2 separate regions of the Arachis hypogaea genome follow, and region 2 is linked to region 1. The links are chromatin contacts, called in public Hi-C maps. All regions are on one chromosome and are shown on one strand. The core of a region is the stretch at or near the end of the contact, and the rest is flanking DNA. Distances in the headings are between cores, read along the strand shown.

What was found. Hi-C and Micro-C count contacts between places; a contact is called where the count stands out from the background.
Region 2: a contact with region 1 is called in a Hi-C map of leaf, with 2.3 times the contacts expected there. The contact joins the promoter of LOC112800610 here to the promoter of LOC112800602 in region 1. A contact is called at or near these places in 2 of 8 Hi-C or Micro-C datasets (both in leaf).

Annotation. Positions count from the first base shown.
Region 1 is chr5:8,810,169-8,813,191 of arahy.Tifrunner.gnm2.J5K5, reverse strand. It overlaps LOC112800602, which reads left to right and starts at 1,409. Exons shown (of 8, transcript XM_025842937.3): 1 at 1,409-1,731; 2 at 1,843-1,960; 3 at 2,426-2,487; 4 at 2,591-2,642; 5 at 2,733-2,838. The coding sequence starts at 1,515.
Region 2 is chr5:8,955,701-8,958,807 of arahy.Tifrunner.gnm2.J5K5, reverse strand. LOC112800610 reads left to right here and starts at 1,429. Exons shown (of 7, transcript XM_072236663.1): 1 at 1,429-1,632; 2 at 2,449-2,550; 3 at 2,892-2,937. The coding sequence starts at 1,561. LOC112800611 (transcription factor HHO5) reads left to right here. Exons shown (of 5, transcript XM_025842950.3): 5 at 1-270.

The DNA.
Region 1 (3,023 bases), core at 160-2,659:
AAAAAGATAAAATAAATAGTATAATTTCTTTTTTATTTGTTTGATTTTTTTGTTTTAATTCTTCTTAAAAGATTGTTAACTGTGACATAAGAGATACTTAACTCTGACATCGAAATTTTAAACATGATGCAAGATAGAATGTTTTATTTTCTTTTTTTTTCTTATTCTTCTTCTTCTTTCTTTATTCTTCATGTAAAATTTATGTCTTTTTATTTATAAAGTTATGCATTTTTTTAAAAGTCTTTGTATTTATTGTCAAAAAGAATATATAAAAAATGCATAATTCCTTCTTTTTAACTTTTTTTTTCTTTGTTTGATTTGTTTCATTTTTTTACTTTATTTAAGTACTAAAACCAAACGACATCACTTAACCCTATGTCTAGCATGATAAATCAGAATTAGCTCAGCATTCTGTTCGTTAACTCAGCACCGAAAAAGGTCTAGGAACTAATATAGTGTCTGGAGTTGAATTTCATGGACTAATATAGTAAATTTTGAATCTAAAAATTTATAAGAATAAAAATCCTGAATCTCAGAGATCACCGTAGGAATTTATTTATGTCGCTCGGTTGTGATACTTCACTACATACTCTTGTATAAAACCATAAACCCATAATGGTGAGACTTAGGTCCCTGAAGGCTGAAGATTTAGACTTTAGACTAATTAGTCCGTAAAAAAAAAAAAGTACCAATTTGGTCAACCACGATAGCAAATGGTGGGCACATTCTATCAATTCATCGACTAAAACCTAACAGTTATGCTTATATGTACCGTTAATTATTCTGACGTGTTTATCTATGAAAGATAATCATGTAGATAACAACTTTTGGAGCGAAATTTCACTTGTTTTGATAAGATTTGTGATAAATAGAGAGCAGTTGATAAAAGATATATGAAAACTCAAAAGATAATAAATATTTCACTGTCCAAAACTACATCATTTTCTGCTCATGTGACAGTAACGAAACATACACCACTGTAAATAATAAAATACATGGACAATTCTATTTTGTTTCGTACTATTCATTGACAAAAGGACATACATGTCCACTATTTGTTATTTTAGAAGACTTAATTGGTACTTTTTTTTCAAAGACTAATTAATCCAAAATCTTTTTTCGGTAATCTAATTGTCACTTTACTCTATTTAAATTAATTTATGTAAAAATAACTCACATTGCCTATGGATGACAACATGGATGGAATAAAATAAAAATAAAAAGTCTCATTCGCATTTTTTTTTCCTGGGCTTGGTCTCATTTATTCTTAAAGCACCTAATAAATTCGAACAGAGAGGCCTTTTATTTGGTAAGGGGCCGAAGCCCAAAGAGAGAGTAAGCAAGGCACTAAAGGAGCCCAAGAAAAAAAAGTCAAAGCTCAGTTCTATAGTCAGCTATTTTTCAATATTTTTGAAAAATTCTCTTGACCAAAAAAAAAAAATTTTTGAAAAGTTCTGACCAAAAATACATTTTTCAAAAGTAATTTATACGCGGGCGTGCGAGCGTGTGATGACATGGATGCTGGTAGAGGAAAGCGCGCAGTGATTGTGATCTCTTCCGAAGAAGAAGAAGAAGATGATGATGATGAATATGAGGAAGACGCGGGCGACGGGGACGACGATTACACCGATCGCGATGACTCGTCCGAATCCGATGACACTGGCAATGGTCACAACGATGACGGCGACGATGATGAGTCCCTCTCCAACAAAGTCGTCGCCCTCCTTCGAGGTTTTGGGTTTTTAGGGTTTTCAGTTTTATTTATCTATTCATTAATCAACTTAAATGCTACACTATATAGTAAATAGTGTGTTAACTGATATCAGTTTTTCGATTTGGCAGAAGGAAATGACATAGAATCGTTGAAATTGAGAGAATGCAAAGCCTATTTGCGGAAACACGGCCTCAGGATATCTGGGACTAGAGCTGTTTGTGTTGCGAGGATACAGGAGCATTGGGGGTAACTCCTTTCTCCATTTCTTGCAACCCATTGTGTTGAATTTAATTATTTAAAGCAATTATGAGTAAATAAGCTTCGTGTTAGGGAATGGTTTCTTTAATTTATCAAGGTTTGAATGTGATATTAGGTTTAGGAGTTCAGGGTGGGTGGTGGAATGAGTTTTATGTGTGAGACATATAGCTGTAACAATTGGAAAATGTCTGTCGATTAAGGACATGTTAGACAGTGTATGAAGCAATTTGAGGGGAAAGGAAATTTTATATGAAATGGCAAAGCTATTGATGATTTTGTAGGTATCATCATTCCCTGTTTTTAAGTGGTTTCAAGTTACATTTGAGGGGCAAGAGTAATTTTAGTAAATATATTTCTTATAATTAATTATTTATAAGAATTAAGAATATACACCCTGAAGATTTTAGTGCAAATGAATTGTTCTCTTGGCAAGTGACGGTTTTGATATCTCAGGTTAAAAGATGGAAACGGATACAATCTCTACCCGAGATCATCCTTTATCATTAATTGCACTGGTATATTGTTCTTAGTGGCTCCCCCCCCCCCCCCCCCTTTTTTTTTTCTCTGACTTAATCTTAAAACTACCCAAATAAACAGTAATCTTCTCGATGTCTTTAGGTGATGTCTGCAAGGGAGATGTCGTTTTGTTCAGACAGAAGGTTTATGAGAAGTATTCTGTTTCTCTCATCATTTTCTATCTATGCCTGTTTTCCTTCCAACCGAAATATTCTTTCTCAAGCTGACTAACATATTTTCCCAGGTTTGATAAAAAGACTCGGAATGGAAGAGTTATAGGAAGCAGAACTGTTGCTGGGAGAGTTGTTAAGGAAAGCTACGGTGCAGCTAAACAACAACACACCTTTACTGTAAGACTCTAGCTTTACTGTCAATTAGATCATTGCGGGGGGAAGAAAGACAAAGTCGCCTGCAGTATATCTCTGGTCTTTTACAATGGATGGGAATTACTTCGTGATATGTATTCTATTGCAAAGATTTGTGTGTTCTATGTATCACAAGATTATTATGTAATAATATACTTGGTTTCATACCT
Region 2 (3,107 bases), core at 180-2,679, 150 kb before region 1:
ACATAGAAAATTATATACTGGTGTTGTAAGTTGTGAGTTGCAACCATATCCCTGCATTGGAATATTGATGGGGAAAATTGGCTCAGCATTTTGGTGGATATTATTGCCAGGCCACAAGAGTGTCAGAATTTTTGCGGCAGCATATATATCACTTGTCATTTGTCAAGACTCAAGAATGGCCTCTTATACAGACATAATCCATGTTGCTTGTTATTTTCTTCTAAGCATCGATTCTCGTAACATATATAATGCCATTGTTTTCTCTACCAATCAAGGTCACTGCACACTTTTCAAATTTCTTGTTTAATTATGGTCATTTCTTCTGCAAGCTTCAGCTAAGTTAGGAAACAATTGATTCTACTTTATTTTTTCACAAGTGTCTCTTATTTTTTGTAGTTAACGTGTTTTAAGCGGACATATTAAGATTATTAATAAAAATATATTAAAAGTTTAAATTTTTTTATAAAAAAAATAATTGGTCATTTTAATCTATATTCTAGCTAAATTCTTTTATTTTTTTTAAATATCAATTTAGGCAAAATTAATTATTGTATTCAGATTTCAATAACTCATTAATTAATTTACACCTATCATATTTTAAGTATTTATTGAAAAGAAAATATTAATAGAGATTATACTTGTAAAAGAAAAAGATGCGTTGTAACTTGTATTTAATAAAATATATTTTTGCTATTTCTCTCTCAATTTATTAATATATTTAATAAAACTTAGTGATTGTTTTGGCAAGTAATTTTTTTTATTTATTTTGTCTCTAGCAAGTAATTAAGAGGGACTGTTAATTTAAGAAAGAGAATAATACAATGCTGCTTTTGTTTTCTCTATTTATTATTGTTGTTTTTTTTGTTGTTGTTGTGTTGGGTCTTCTTGGCCTTATCACTGATCACAGCCCGAAAAAGCAAACCCACACTACTCAAACCCAACAACCCTAAACCTTAAGCTTTTTTTTTTTGGTCAAATAGATTGGACAACTCCAATCCTAGACATTAACCCCATGTTTCACACACCCACACAATACACTCACACACACTACATGGGTATTATGGGTTCTTGTAACATCCAGTCTCAGCTGGGATTTGAATCCGAGTGCAGCTTGATGAGAGGCGTAGAAATCCTCCATCTATGCCAAGCCTCAGTTGCACCCTAAACCTTAAGCTTAAGCCACACCACGTGTTGTCTAATTTATTGGGTACCTAGAAAATAATTTTTTTCTCTTGGGCTTAGGCCCATTACCATACCAAAAAAATTTATTGGGTATCTAAAATTAGGATGGTCCAATTTACTGATAAAAAAAAAAGCCACACCACGTCACCACCCTACAATGTCTGAAGACAGTAAAGAAGAAAAGAAAATTTCGCAGTATCCGACCCGAACCCGTTCCAAAAAAAAAAAACCCGGCAAAAAAAAAAAAGTTAAAGGCCATCCTTGGTCTGACACCCGCACCCCCTATCATCTCTAATCTACCCCGCCTCTCCGTCGGGCTTCACCACCGCACCGTCCTCCACCACCGCCATTGCATAATTGGCTGCGTAGGAGGTAAATATGAAAGAACTTGTAACTATCCAACTCGGCGATTTTGCCAATTACGTTGGCTCTCACTTTTGGAACTTTCAGGTTTCACTTCCTACTCGATCCCTTCCCTATGCTAATATCATTTTCTATTTAATATACTTTCATGTTGATTTATGATTTTTAATGCCTTTTTTAGTTAAGCGAGTGTTTTTGCATTTATTGCTGTTTATTATTGAAAAGAGTGAAATTTTGTTAAGTGAGAATCTTTCAGCTACAACGATTTATTCGGAAGCTTCGGTTCAAAATGTAGTCAGTAAAATACTTCGTTTGATTACGTTATGCGATCAAACTTATTGTCTCTTCCTTTTCAATTTGTAGTCAATGGAGTTGTTATTACTACTTTTGCTTGTGAGCAATGCATCATTTTTGTTACTTTTATGAAGATCATGGCATGTCTAAAATTTTCAGTGAGCATTTTAACACCCCCACCAAAACACCACCACCACAAAAAAAAAGGAAATGCTAGGTAACCAATACCTTTCTTGAACAACATGAACAATCACCAATCAAATCAAAACACACTACACCTCCAAATTACTCACCTAAATTTTAATATTAGAATAACCATCTGCACAGCTAGTAAAATGAACATCCGATATATCCATTGTTCACATTGTTTAGTATTTTCATTGTCTACTTATACTTTTCCAAGAAAAAAAAAGATGCCATTCGTTTATCTGTGTCTACTCCTTTTATTTTCTTGTTAGAGCTGTTTGGCTCAAACATCTTGCTAGCAACTAACTACTCTAAACCTTTCATTTTTCTCACAGTTGAGGTTTTTGTTTTTCTGGTTATCTTGGAAAGAATTTATGTTGAGGTTTAATTGTCTAATCATGCATATTTGTGTTCAATTGTAAGGATGAGCTCCTTGGGCTGGCTGAAGACCTTAATGCTGATTCAGTCTTCAAGAATCATGATCTTAACATGGATGTGCTTTATCGTACTGGTGAGACGCAACAGGTGCAATTTCTTGAGATTGAACTAGCATTGTAGCATTCTTTTAAGAAAATTTTGTATGATCAAAATTGTGTTGGTAGAAGATTTAATGAGATCTTGCATTTGCAGTCATCTAATTTGTCTGCTACTATCTGATTACCTCACTACATGTACCTATTCTCATGACACGAATACAAATGAGTATCAGTTAATTCAGTTGCGTTATGATTAACTAATAGATTAGTGCCTAGTTGGCATATTTTAGCTGTGGGAAAGGAAAATGGCAATGGAATGATATGAATATGTGGATAAAAGTCATTCGAGTTTCAACTAATACTTACACCATGCTACTCCAATATCTGCAGGGCATTTTTACGTTCACTCCTCGCCTACTTTCAATAAACATGAGGTGTACTTGATGTTGTCATGATGATATCTATTAGTGAAAAATATTTAGCATAATATTAATTCTTTATGCTTTTATTGTTGAGATGGAAGATGGACAAAGGGCGAAAGGCAGAGGAAGACCTAAGAAGACCATCCATGAGGTGGTCAAACGAGATCTACATGTAAACGGTCTC